3 separate regions of the Mus musculus genome follow, and all the other regions are linked to region 3. Evidence: chromatin contacts called from public Hi-C data. All regions are on one chromosome and are shown on one strand. The core of a region is the stretch at or near the end of the contact, and the rest is flanking DNA. Distances in the headings are between cores, read along the strand shown. Region 1 holds the start of 3830408C21Rik (RIKEN cDNA 3830408C21 gene). Region 2 overlaps Gm31452 (a long non-coding RNA gene). Region 3 has its middle 4.3 kb from the start of Gm31452.

Region 1 (4,483 bases), core at 644-3,143, 37 kb before region 3:
ATACAGTTTATTATACTTCAAGTTTTGAATTAACATGTAAGTCCTATATTTGTTAACATACTGCCAACCTACATTCACCAAAAAATAAAATGGCATTAGACAGCATAATGATTGCAAGAAAGTCATCTTCAGAGAATTGATAAAGCAAACTCCAATCCAAGTAAAGAAAGTATCCCTTTTCCGTTTGGTAACTTCTAAAGCTCTACAAGTTATAATGTATTTTCTCAAAAATATATAATACACAAAATAATCCTTCCAGTTACCAAATTACTTCAGCTGCAAAGAGGGAGAGAAAAAAAAAATCACTAACCACTTCCAACACATCATAAATAACAGGAAAACCAATCTACTCATGTATACTGATGTGACTTGATCAAATTTGGTAGAAACCAAGAAATGGGTGTTTTGGCCATGCCCTTATTAATTGCGGTAAAGGATGGTGAATAGGCCACAATTAAGTAAAAGGAATTGGGTACAAGTGAGATGCAGTCAAGAATCAATTCCTAACACTAGCATTTCATTCATCCCCTTCTACTCAGTTATTTCATTTACAATATGGATGATTTTCACTTTACACTTAGAAGTGATAAAAATATTTCCCCCCTACGAGGAACCTACAGCAACATCCATAAGCAGCCTATGGGTCTTTTTTTTTAAATGAATTAAACATGTCTCTTCCCCTCGCCTTACACTTCTCTCAGTTACCTCCCCAGGGTGTGAAAATATCAACATCCGGTCGCCCACCCTCTCAGGAGTGTCTCCCGTGGACTGCGTCCATCCTCTCTCCATCCTCTCCTTCCCTTTCAGTAGCATCACCTTGGTGAAGCGTACCGAGTATTTCTTTCCCGTTACTCCCCCACCCCTTTTCATGGCCGAGTGCAGCCTTCTCTGCACTTGGATCAGCAGAAGAAAGCAGCATGCTTGGGGGAGAACAGGCAAAGAGGCCTGACAACCGGATAGCACTTAACAACAACCGGATGGCTCCCCAATGGCCTCTGGCTGCCAGTCGGGTCTCTCGGTGCCGACATCCCCGATCTTCACGCTACCACCCTTTCCACGCCACCGAGGCAGAGACCGGTAAAAGGCAGAGTAGAGGCAGCGCGAGGCACGGGCAACCCTAACGGAGTCCCCTGGGGGGAGAGGACCGCGAACCCGGGAGCGGCTCCCGCCCTGCGGCCGGGGCCCCGCACTGCAGCGGCGCCCGGGCGGACCCCACGCCCGCCTCACCCGCACAACGCCGCACACAAAAGCGCCGGGCCGCCGCCTTCCCGCCCCCACAACCCGTAGAGCAATCAAAGGGGCAGCCGGCCCGACGCGGCCAGAGGCGCGGCTCACCATCGCTGCGCTTGATCTCCACGTAAATCCCGATCTGGATCTTGCCGAAGTTGGCCGTTGCCATCACCTCATCCGGAGCGGCGGCAGGCGGGCGAAACAGGCGGGGAGGGGGCGGGGTGGCGGCGGGAGGGGCAGCGGTGGCCCGCGTCCGCGCCGGTCCGGGAGGCAGCGTGGACGCGAGCGGGGCCGCGGCGAGAGCGGCGGCGGACGAGCGGGCTGAAGCCCCGGGCCTGCGGGCGGACGGGCGGACGGGCGGGCGGACGGGCGGGCGGGCGGGCGGGCGCGCACGCCGGGCGTCCGGGTGAAGCGAGGGCCGCAGCCGTGAGGCGGCGCGGGGGAAGAGTGGGAGGGCTCGCGCCGCCCGCCCCTACGGACGCTGGAGAGGCGGGGCGCCGCGCGCCTGCGCACACCCGGCGGCCCGCGGCTTCCTGCCGTGCGCCCGCGCGCTCGGGCTGCAGGCGGCCCCGCCCAGCTCGGCTGCGGCCTGGCGGCGGGCGGGGCTGAGCCGTCCGCGGGAACGGGAACGGGAACGGGAGCGCGCGCGGCCCGGCCGGGTACGAACCCGCGCCGGGTTTGATTCCGCACGCGGCGGCCTACGAGGCGCGGGAAACGACTCGCGACGTCCTTCCAGAGCTCCCGCTCCGCGTGCACGCTGCCGCAGGAACGGGTTGAGGGCCGAGTGGGATCGAGGCTTTCGGGGCGCGGGACTGAGGGGCACTGACCGATTAAAGAACTGGCTCAGTGCATTTCTGTGGCTGTCAGATCGCATGCCACTCCGGGGCAGCCGGTCCTTGAGGAACCTTATTAAGGCCGGGGCATGCCTGGTTCAGGCTTCCCATCAATTATGGAGGGTCGAAAGGGTGTCGTCCACCCTGAGTAGGAACGAAGACCTCCCCTTGCCCTTTACTTCCCAGCTCATTGCAATTCAAAGCGAAGCCCTCCTGGGCTACCAGCGGGCCTGTCCTGCTATCCTATTGCTTCAGTAGAGCTCAAGGCTTACTTGCCCTAGTCTCTAACTCCAGCAGCTATGACTCAAAATCAGAGCAGAGACTTGAAGAACGTTGAATAATGAGCCTCTTCTGCAGTCATGTGGCTGAGCTGACTACAGCAACATGGAGAGTGCCAAGCAGAGGGGGCCAGGTAGACAAGCGTGTAAACTGAAGTGTAACCTCCACCAGCTTTGTCGTAAATTCTTTGTAGAATGACTTACTACTCTCCTCAGTTACTCCCTGCCTGCCCATTCCTGCATCTTGGTTTCTTCATCTTCCCCCATGATCTAGGATAATATGATCTCTTCTCCTTCCCCCTGATTATTTAAATCTTCCTCTCACCTCCCTACATTTTTCACTTGTTATTTACTTTTTTTTTTTTTTTTTTTTAGATAGGGTGTCATTTGACCTAAGCTGGCCTTAACCATGCTATGTAGTGAGGATAATCTTGAATGCCTTACTGGTGTGAGCCATCACTTCTAGTTTATGTGGTACTGGGGATAGAATCCAGGACTTTGTACGTGATGAGAGCATTGTGGATGAGAATGGTTCATGTGCTTGAATACTTTGTCCCCATTGTTGGAACTGTTTGGGAAGGATTAGGAAATGTGCCCTTATTAGAGAAAGGGTTTCACTAGGATCAGGCGCTGAGGTTTCAAAAGACACCATTTAGAGTTAGCTTTCTAGACCTCTTACTTGTGCATCAAGAGGTGAGCGCTCAGGTGTTGAGGCCAGCATGCCTTTGTTCCACCATCATGGACTTCAAACCTAGGAAACCATAAGCACAGTGAAACACTTTTGTTTTGTCGGTTGTCTTGGTCATGGTGCTTTATCCCAGAAAGAGAGGCAACTACAACACCAACAAGCAAGTGTTCTACCAAGTGAGCTAAACTGCTAGCCCTGAAAGCCTACTGTCTTTGTAAAACCTGCTCCACCCACTCCAGCCTAGATGACTCTTCTGCCTAGGGATTCTTGCAAAGTGGTAAGTATCACTTTGTAAATAGACATGTTTGATCTATAACTATGTATACATAGGAACTTTTCTTTTTTTTCAAAGATTTATTTGTTAATATTTATATGAGTACACTGTAGCTGTCTTCAGACACACTAGAAGAGGATAGTAGATCCCATTATAGGAGATTGTGAGTCACCACATGGTTGCTGGAATTGAACTCAGGACCTCTAGAAGAGCAGCCAGTGATTAATGCTCTTAATCGCTGGGTCTTGCGCGCGCTCGACTGGCCAGGAAGAACGACGCTGCAACAGGATCCTTCTGCACAAGTTTATTGGGAGAGCTTGATTGTAGAGGCGAAGAGACCCCGAGCCCAGAACTGGTGCTGCTTTTATAGGCCTAGGAGAGGCGTGTCTCACACCCGGATTGGTTATGCACTACGCCTCATTTGCATGTTCCTTATCTGATTGGCTACTCTCTCTCTCTGTACCTCACAGAGCCTCATTATCATACCTCATTTGCATGTCTCACATCTGATTGGTTACTCTCTCAGTACCTTACAGAACCTCATTATCATACCTCATTTGCATGTCTCACATCTGATTGGTTATACTCTCAGTACCTTACAGAACCTCATTATCATGCCCGGGCCAGGCAGTGTCTTTGCAAAAAACTTTACTGCATATGTACACATTGGTTGTTTGTCCAAACTTATGCGTGGTGGCCAGCAGTAGTCAGTGCCACTCTGCAACGGCACATGTGGCTTCCCACAACTGGGCCTCTCTCCAACCCTTCCTCATCACCTCCTCCTCTCTCTGTCTCTGTCTCTGTCTCTGTCTCTTTCTCTGTCTGTCTGTCTGTCTCTCTCTCTCTTTCTCTCTCTCTCTCTCTCACACACACACACACACACACAAATTCTTATTGCATGGAATAATCCTGGACAGAACCAACTTAAGGGGAGAGAAGTTTAGTTTTGCCCAGAATTCAAAGGATACAGTCCATTGTGGTGCGGAAGACATGTCAGTGGGAGTGTGTGACAGAGGTACCTCACCTGTTGGAAGATCAGGGAGCAGAGAATGGGACTGGTCCCTGGGCTGAGATATAGCCTCAAGTTTTGTCCATTGGTCAATATCTACCAGCTAAGCCCCATGTTCCAAAGGTTTCCATAGTCTACCGAAACAGTACCATCCAGCTGGATGAAGACCGT
Region 2 (4,158 bases), core at 797-3,296, 36 kb after region 3:
CTGGGAACTAAATCTGGGTCTTCTGCCAGAGCAAATGCTTTCAACCACTGAGCCATCTCCCCAGCCTCTCACATCCAATTTTACTGGGTATTACTCTGCACAAGAAAGTCCGCTTGAAACCAGGGATTTCCAGAGAGATAAAAGCCTCAAAGAACAATGTTCCGATATGGCTTGCCACTGAAATGGGAAACTCTTTGGTTCCTTCCCTTCTATTATCAGTTGGGGTTTGGCCTCTGGGTGCCTCAGAAATGCTCCCTCCTTTAGACTCCAAGGGAGTGGCAGCCCAGCCTCATTCTGCTCATAGCAGGCTCCCTCTTGGTAATGTTCCCTCCCCTTGCCAGGACCAAGGGTGGACAGCTGTGGGGCTGTTCTGGGTAGAGTCTTGCATGTGCACAGGCAGGACTTGCATGTGTGCAGACAGAACTTGCTCTCATCCTCTATGTCAAACCCATTGTCCGAATTCCTTAGCTAGACTTTGGGTGGTGGTGGTGGTGGTGGGATCAGACATTCTGTACCCTGAAATGGGGAGTGGTTTTGAAAAGTGTCCTCAATGATTACACGAGAGCAAACTTCCAACAGTAACTTCTTTCAGTCTGTGTATTGCAGAGAACTTTCTTCTTTGCACACACTGTTCATCTTATTAGTATTCAAAGTGCTCTGACTTTCCAGGATCATTCATTAGAGACTTAGTGTCTAAATGCATAGAAGTCTACAAAGCGTCAGTGAGAAGGAGGCAAGACATGCCAACTCTGCTTTGTTTTTCTGTTTCCTTGTATCAGATCCTGTTTTCACCAGATGAGGTGGCACATGCCTTTGATCCTAGCACTTGGATGAGGCAGAGGCAGGCCCATCTCTGTGAGTTCAAGGTCAGCCTGGTCTACAAAGTGAGTTTCAGGACAGTTAGGACCATTACACAGAGAAATCCTGTTTTGGACAAACAAAACAAAACAAAACAAAACAAAACAAATCAGATCCTATTCTCCATTCTGCTCTTTCTAACACCTGCTTCTCTTTGTTTTTCACCGCGTACTGTGTATGGTTCTAGCTGGGAGTCCTTTTAAGCTGTACACAGTGATAACAGGATCTAGTGTGCATCCTGTGGAACAGTTGCGAGCACAGGATGTGGGCAAATGTGTTCCCTGTCCTGGTGTGAAGCGCATGGGGTACTCAGCGATGCTGAACTGGGAGCGCTGCTGTGAGATACGTGACACTCTCCAGTGAACCAGAAAGGCTGGCGTGAGATCATTTCCTTATGAGAACCTCCGAGAACCATGCCGTGGTGACTCCCCAACCAGTTCTTTCCTCTAGTGAAGTCAAAACTTCCCGTTCAAGAATTCAAAGAAAGGTTATTAAGTATACTATTCTGCAAATCGCTCCATACTCAAATAAATTGGGACAATGGTGGAGTTAAATGAAGCTAAGTGGTTTTCTTAGTGGCAGCTGCATAGAGCCTTTAAGACCGAGTGTCCATTTTAATTGTTCACAAAGCGGTCTGTCGTGTGCGGCATTTCCTAGGTATTTGACCACAGACTGCATTTCTTTTGGTCATAGTAAGTCTATTAATAGCTGCGAGTACAGCGCGCCAACAGTTGCACTTCAGGAACACTGGAAATCTTTGTCGAATGCTTTGAAGGCTCTTGTCAAAAATACATGTATTACCCAGGAAGGAATGCAACTGACCACCATTATCCAAGAATAAACTGGCTGAACTCAGCTGCCTAGTCTACATGGCAAGACCTGAGGACAGCTTCTAGCAACTTTTGCTCTGAGTGTGAACTCCGGTTCTGCCATTACTATGTTCCTGTGGCTAATTATGACCCCACTCCTCCCCTTTCTGGCTCTGTAACTTGTGAGTCTCACAGGGTTGGGGGTGGGGCTCATAGCTGACACAGCCCTCCAGCAAGACACTGTACAAAGCCCTGCCAGTTGCAGACATTCTCCAGTTTAAAACGAAAAAAGTTTCCTTCCAACCTAACTGACACTAATCCTGACCTACATCTTCTCGTGGCTTTGTCAGTGCTGAAAAATGTGACTGTAATCAAATACAGGTGCTAAAATACAGGGCAGGGTGTGAGTCAGAGATGGAAGTGAAAAACCACAATGTTTAAGGTTATTGTAGGATAACATTTCTGGGCAGTTTCTCTCTCTCTCTCTCTCTCTCTCTCTCTCTCTCTCTCTCTCTCTCCTTCCCTGTATGTGTGTGTCTACCTGTGTGTATGTACCTGTGTTTCTCCCTGTGTGCATGTCTACCTGGGTGTGTACCTGTGTGTGTGTGTGTGTGTGTGTGTGTACCTGTGGGTACACAGAGGTCAATGTCCTGCGTCTTCCCCACCTTGGCTTTGGAGATAGAATTTCTCAGTGAACTCAACACTCACAGGTTGATTGGCAAGCCCTGGGGACCAACACCCACCTCCCCTGTGCTAGAGTTACAGCCTTGTTCCAACATGCCTGCCTCTACTTAACTTCATGGTTCAGAAGCATACACTTTATGAATGGACCCATCTTCCCCAATTGGGCAGTTTAAAAAAGGCAGAATCTTCAATGGACCGTAAGTTACAATGACAAGCCATCAGGGCGTCCCTTGGGGCTCTTTGTCATGCAGCAAAGAGCTTAGCAACCTTCTGAACGATAAGTCAGAATCGAGGTCTTTAAGATCATTTGGGTGCTGGTCTTAAAAAGCACTTTCATGCATCTTATCCAAAACTTGGCTTCCCCACAAAGCTTTTGTACTCTAGAGCACTGTTCAGTTTATATAAAGTACACAGAGCTTCCCTCACACCTGCCCTCTCTTCCCAGTTCCTCCATTACCGTCTCCTGTAAGTGTGGGAGACTTGTTATAATCCATGAGCCTAGGTTGATACGTTTTAGATAAAAACCCATTGCCCGTAATTGGGAAGGGGGTGTAGACACATGGAGTGGGAAAAACAGGGTAATAGTGGGAAAATATGATTAAAATAAATTATATATGTATGTGAAACTATTGTAATGAAACAGATTATTATGTTTAATTAACATGTGCTTGAAATCCATAGTCTGCATTAATGTTTGCTCCTCTGTATGGGTCTTGACAGATGTGCATATCAGCGTCCACCATTGTAGTATCATCTGGAATGTTTTCCTTGCCCCACATACTCGGTACTTCACCTATTTATCCATCTCTGAACTGGGATCCACTGATCCTCCTTCCATGGCTGTAGTTTTCCGTTGCCATGATATCATGAAATTGGCCAACTTGACTTTGATCCTTATGACAGGCCTATAGCTAGACAAGTTTCCCTGACTTTGTGATAGTGGAGATGGAGGCAGGGAGCCAAAGTGCTGTCTTGTCTGTCCCACAGAAGAAAGCGCCCCGAGCTAGGTAGATGCTAGCTAACACTGTGAGCATCCGGCCAGTCTCAGAAAGGAACCGATTGTCAAGGACACCAATGATTAGCTTATAGGAACCCTCTGGTCCTGGCACGGCACCTTCTGATGGCAGCTAGGAGGATGACTGCGCATCTTCAAAGGAAGCGAGATGCATGATGTGGGCCAGGTGAGGTCCAGGGATGATGTCAGAGATGATGGGTTTGGTGCCCTGTAATTAAGTCCCTGCCTGACTCAAAGGGCTTCACTGAGTCATCCTATTTGTCCTCTCTGCTGCTATTTATGGGATTCCCAGTTGCTGACATTTTGGTCACACAACCAGCCTTGCCTGAAGCAACGTCGCACTCCTGGGGTGTTGAGAATAAATAGGGTGACAGGTGGTATGGGAGAGTCAGCTTTAAGAATATATTAGTAGCTGGTTCTTTTTTTTTTTTTAACCCCACATGCTTAAAATACAAGTACCCTAAAAGAAAATCCTAGAATCTTTTAGTGGAGAGCTTCAGGCTGTTAAGACTTCCCGGGAGGTGGTGAGGCAGAGGCTCTGCTCAGCATTATTGAAAATTCTGGAAATGAGGGGACAACGACTCAAAAGCCAGATGGAGTGGCTTATTTGTGGTTAAAACCAGATAACAACGGCCTCCTCAGAAGCCATGCTTCTCTGAGTATATTTCTCACTAGAAGGCGATAACAGCAAACCTCTCAGAGGTCAAGGCAAGTAATAAGTATAGCCCAAGCGAAAGGCATGATTCAAGAAAGATGAACGAAGGCGTTGGAAGCCCTGAGGGAAACACCCCA
Region 3 (4,271 bases), core at 1,242-3,741:
AATCAAAACCTGGTGTCCTGGAAAGTCCCCAGTGTTTAAAAAAAAAAAAAGAAGAAGAAGTATTTTGAAAAAAATCACAGGATTATGGGGAATGGAATCTTGCGTAGTCATTTGATAGGGAAGGGCATAGGCTTAGGAAGTGTAGACATGGGGACTACTTCCTTAGTCTTGGAAGATGAACCCATGCTTCATTGAGAAGCTGGGCCCTGCTCTCAAGGGTAACTGTGACCCTTCAGCCTGTGTATACACATTTATGAGCTCAGAGAGACATGAAAACAACAAACTGATAAATCAAAACCTGAAAAATATAAGGTTATATCTAAGAACACATTCAATAACCAAATACGTAATCAACTCACTTTTATGAATAGTTTGCTTCCTGGGCTTAAACAGATTTAGGTATCCCAATATAAATATCTGACTCATTAGATTTATAAAATTGCTTGAGACAAAGCTTTTTTTTTTCACTTTTAGGATATCTTTAATTTATTTAAAATCTTTTAAATAATATCTTCTTTGATAATGTAATACATGTATGCCATGTGTTTTGATCACACCCATCCTCCGTGCCCCTGTATCACTTCCAGGATACCCCCTCCCCTCACTTTCATATCCTCTAGTTATTTGTTACTTCTGTAATCTACTGAGTTCAGTTAGCAATGAATGCTGGAATCCTGACAGATAGCCTGATCTTGAGCGAGTCTCCTGCAGGTTGCCATAGCTGCAGTGAGTTCATGCCTGCATAGTACTTCTCCCATCCTCTGGCTCTTACATTCTTTCTGTCCCCTCTTCTGCCATGTTCCCTGAGCCTTGGCAGGGCAGAGAGTGGGACTGCTACAAGTTCCCTATTTGGTGCAGAGTCTCAACAGTCACTTATTCTAGGCACTTTGGCAGGTTGTGAGCCATCACATTAACTTCTTCCCACGGCAGAAAGGTGATTCTCTGGCTAACGCAGAGAGCAGCAAGGTTCCATGGGTATTAACATAAACACCTCTGAACAAATCCTGGGTCTAGTACTCACTCCCTGGTGGCTTTAAGAAAGTTACTAAATGTCTCTGTTTCTCTTTCCTACTTGGGGGATAATAGTACCTCTCTCTTATAGTATTGTTATGAGATTTAAATGAGATATAAACAAAGCATGTGAACATTGTTAGTTTAAATCCAGTGCTTAATTGTGAGGAGTGGGTGTGGCAGCAGTCCCAAGATGGCGCCCGGGACTGCAGCTAAGTCTTATGACTTGTACCTGACTTCCTCATACACCTGAAAATAGCCAAGACCATCTTGAGAACTGCGCAGGTGTACCATGATGCTGGCGGTGTAAACAAGTCCATATTTGGTGGAGACATGCCCCTGCCAACCTGATTGGCTGAAGCTGCGTGCCTGGTGTGGTGACATGGCCTGTTGTGAGTGGATGGGAACTGAGAGTATATAAGAGTGAGAGGCCCGGGGTTAGAGGGAGATATAGATGAAGAGAAAGAAGAGAGATGAAGACTGAAGTTTGCTGAATAAACTGCTGTTAGAAGGACTGGTGGTCGTGTCGTTCTTGCTGGTCGAGAGCAGACGCGGCACTTAATAAATGAATATTACATGACTATGAACTATAAAACAAAACCCTCGAGTCTGTAGTAAGTGACAATATACCTGTTGCATCACTGGGAAGAGGTCTGGTTAAGGAACCAGTGAAGGAAGATGACTGTGGAATATGGCTCTGGAGGCTTGGTTTGTCTTAGCAGTTGCCAAGTGAAAAACTTGAGCTGTTTGATTAACCACGTCCTATGTGGCTGGTTAAATGTGCTTCGCCCATAGGAAGTGGTACTGTTAGGCCTTGTTGGAGGAAGTGTGTCACTGTGGGGGTGGGCTTTGAGACCCTCATCCTAGCTGCCCAGAAGCCAGTCTTCTCCTGTCTGCTTCAGAACAAGATGTAGCACCCACAGCTCCTCCAGCACTGTGCCTGCCTGGACAGTGCCATGTTCCTGCCTTGATGATAATGGACTGAACCCCTGAGCCTATAAGCCAGCCTCGATTAAATGTTGTCCTTTATAAGAGTTGCCTTGGTCATGGTATCTCTTCACAGCAATGGAAACCCTAAGTAAGACACCCTATTAACCTAGTGACTTTAAATAAACTTCCTAAGAAGAGCATGGTGTGTGTTCTCCACAGGCATTTGCTCATGTAATGAGGGATTGCCATTAACAACCCATAAATGAAACTGCATTTATATGAGCCGACAAATGAAAAGGGATCTGAACTCACAGCTTAGGATGTGGACTGTTGCTATGCCTTCTGGTTGACAAGATGGTTGAAGTATGAAATCACTACAGCCAAGTGTGGAACCTGATTGCGTTGGTGCCAAAGCAGAACTCTGTTTTTGTCTACTGAGAGACTTGGGCAACAGGTATTCATTGCTCATCCTCTTTCAGCATAAGAAATACAGGGAGGGAGTGAGCAGAGGCGAACTTGAGCAATAAAAAACCCACATCCCACAGCCTACCCACATCAGAAAGCCTCCACGTGATTCCAAGCAGCAGAACCACACAGGAGAAGGCAGGCAGCCTCTTCTGATATTGAGTAGCAATTGCAGCATGTTGCTTGTGTAACACAGAGACCAAAACTTTGGCTGAGCAAGAAAGTGAGGTGAAGTTTCCATCAATTCCCAGTTCAAAGACCTGTGGAATTTGGGAATCACCAACTCTGCTGTTAATTGGATGTTGCTTCTTATTTTAAATTAATAGTCCATCTGTTGCTATAAAATAATTGAATTATATGACATCTCACCCCTTCCACGTTTCCTATGTACTTCCGTGACGTTTCAACAAGACTCATGTGGCTTCGCTTTTCATAAAGACTCCCAAGGAAGGGATTTTATGACGTCCCTTGTTAGTGCTTCCAGGCTGTCAGCTCACATCTGCAGGAAATCTTTTCCTGCATCTCTTAGGAAACCCACTCAAAATTAACGAGTAACTGAACCCTGCTCCTGAGTGGGAAGGGAAGATAATGGAATCTGAGTCCGCTGTTGCAAAAGCAAATGGAACCTCAGCTCACCACTTGGCACCTGAGCTTCCAGAAGGCTCTGAACCATTATCTGCAGCTGAGCCCTAGGCTGGCAGGAGATGTGATCGGTGCCTGCCTTATCCTTTCTGTTTTAGCGAGACTGAAGTGGAACTGAGCCAGAGAACTACTGCAGCACAAGGCAAAACATTTCTGAAAGTTTTGGGAACTTGGAGATAGTCACGGATGTACGATTTATACCGTAACTAAGGAGGGTTCAAGTCACCTCCCCTCCTATGTTTAAAGATTATGTAGCCTATCTCTGTGTGTATATTCATACATACTTTTAACGGCAACCTAAAAATTCTAACATATGGTTCAAAATAGAATGATTTATTAAAAATTAATAGTTAGGTATAGAGTCAGAGTTATGAGGGCTGGCTGGTGAGAAATACCTGTTTTAGAAATGGCTAGGGTGGTCTAGTGACATCACATACCATGGAAAGAAAAATCCAATGTGATGAAAGCTATATAGAGAGGAGGATCAGAGGGAGGACTGGTGGGGAGTTTGAGCAACATTAATCCAAGCAGAATTTGAGGTGAATGAGCCACGTAGGGTCCTGAAATCCTCATCATGGCTCCAACTGAGGCCTGGAATGTAGTTTTCTATGCCGGCAGCAGGAGCAAGGACAGTACAGAGTCAATAGTACAAAAGACAGAACACGAAATCCAGATAAACAGGAGCAAGTAACCACGCAGTTCTTGGGGCATCTCAGGAGTGTGTGGAAGATGTTGAGCGGATTGCAGGACGATGTCTGTGTCCAGCCACCAGGCTTCCCTGCTTGAAGTGTTGTAGAGCAGTTTCCTCTGAGACGGAAACACCCCATCTCCCGAAGAAGCTCCTGAGAACAGAAAGAAAAAACCTCAAAAGAGCCTCGGGAAGTCTCTAATACCAGCCAGAAAGAAAATGGAAGGATCAGAATTTCCTGAGTTATAAAGTATTATAATTAATACCATTGACTTGGTAGGATCTAGAATCATCGAAGAGGCAAGACTCTGGAGACGACTGTGAGGAATTATCTCAATTAGATTAACTTGTGGGCATTCCTACAATTACCTTAACTCAAGTGGGAAGACCCACTGAATTTGGGCAGCATCTTCTACATGGTCCCACATATAAAGATGTGCGGAGGAGGGAAAAGCTTTTTGCCTGCCTGTCTTGGCATCTCCCTGGTGAGATGTTCCCAAGGTCGTCTATTCTGTTTCTGTCAGTGCGGCAGCCG

What was found. Hi-C and Micro-C count contacts between places; a contact is called where the count stands out from the background.
Region 1: a Hi-C map of CD8 T cells shows a contact between it and region 3, with 2.0 times the contacts expected there. The contact joins the promoter of 3830408C21Rik here to the enhancer-like site in region 3. A contact is called at or near these places in 13 of 484 Hi-C or Micro-C datasets (CD4 T cells, CD8 T cells, CD8 central memory T cells and 6 more), 12 of 115 datasets of contacts at active chromatin or transcription factors (CD8 T cells, the SCID.adh cell line, bone marrow-derived dendritic cells and 7 more) and 2 of 9 other capture datasets (adipose tissue and pancreatic islet).
Region 2: a contact with region 3 is called in a Hi-C map of CD8 central memory T cells, with 3 times the contacts expected there. The contact joins two enhancer-like sites. A contact is called at or near these places in 3 of 15 datasets of contacts at CTCF or cohesin (CD8 T cells, the G1E-ER4 cell line and the NIH/3T3 cell line), 30 of 484 Hi-C or Micro-C datasets (the C10 cell line, CD4 T cells, CD4 single positive thymocytes and 17 more) and 8 of 115 datasets of contacts at active chromatin or transcription factors (the 230-238 cell line, the NIH/3T3 cell line, bone marrow-derived macrophages and 5 more).

What each region holds. Positions count from the first base shown.
Region 1 is chr13:107,020,677-107,025,159 of GRCm38.p6, forward strand. It overlaps 3830408C21Rik (RIKEN cDNA 3830408C21 gene), which reads left to right and starts at 1,894. Exons shown (of 4, transcript NR_015471.1): 1 at 1,894-3,306. It overlaps Kif2a (kinesin family member 2A), which reads right to left and starts at 1,679. Exons shown (of 21, transcript NM_001374727.1): 1 at 1,336-1,679. The coding sequence starts at 1,399.
Region 2 is chr13:107,093,530-107,097,687 of GRCm38.p6, forward strand. All of the region lies in intron 3 of Gm31452 (a long non-coding RNA gene), which reads left to right. Among named protein-coding and RNA genes, the nearest start is that of Gm41051, 26 kb to the right of the region's middle. Within about 2 kb of position 2,047, at least 137 of the 459 cell types and tissues checked have an H3K27ac peak or open chromatin away from gene starts, as enhancers often do. A contact at or near this core is called in CD8 T cells, CD8 central memory T cells, bone marrow and 2 more, where this site is marked.
Region 3 is chr13:107,057,185-107,061,455 of GRCm38.p6, forward strand. No RefSeq gene overlaps it. Among named protein-coding and RNA genes, the nearest start is that of Gm31452, 4.3 kb to the right of the region's middle. Within about 2 kb of position 2,492, at least 38 of the 459 cell types and tissues checked have an H3K27ac peak or open chromatin away from gene starts, as enhancers often do. A contact at or near this core is called in CD8 T cells, CD8 central memory T cells, bone marrow and 2 more, where this site is marked.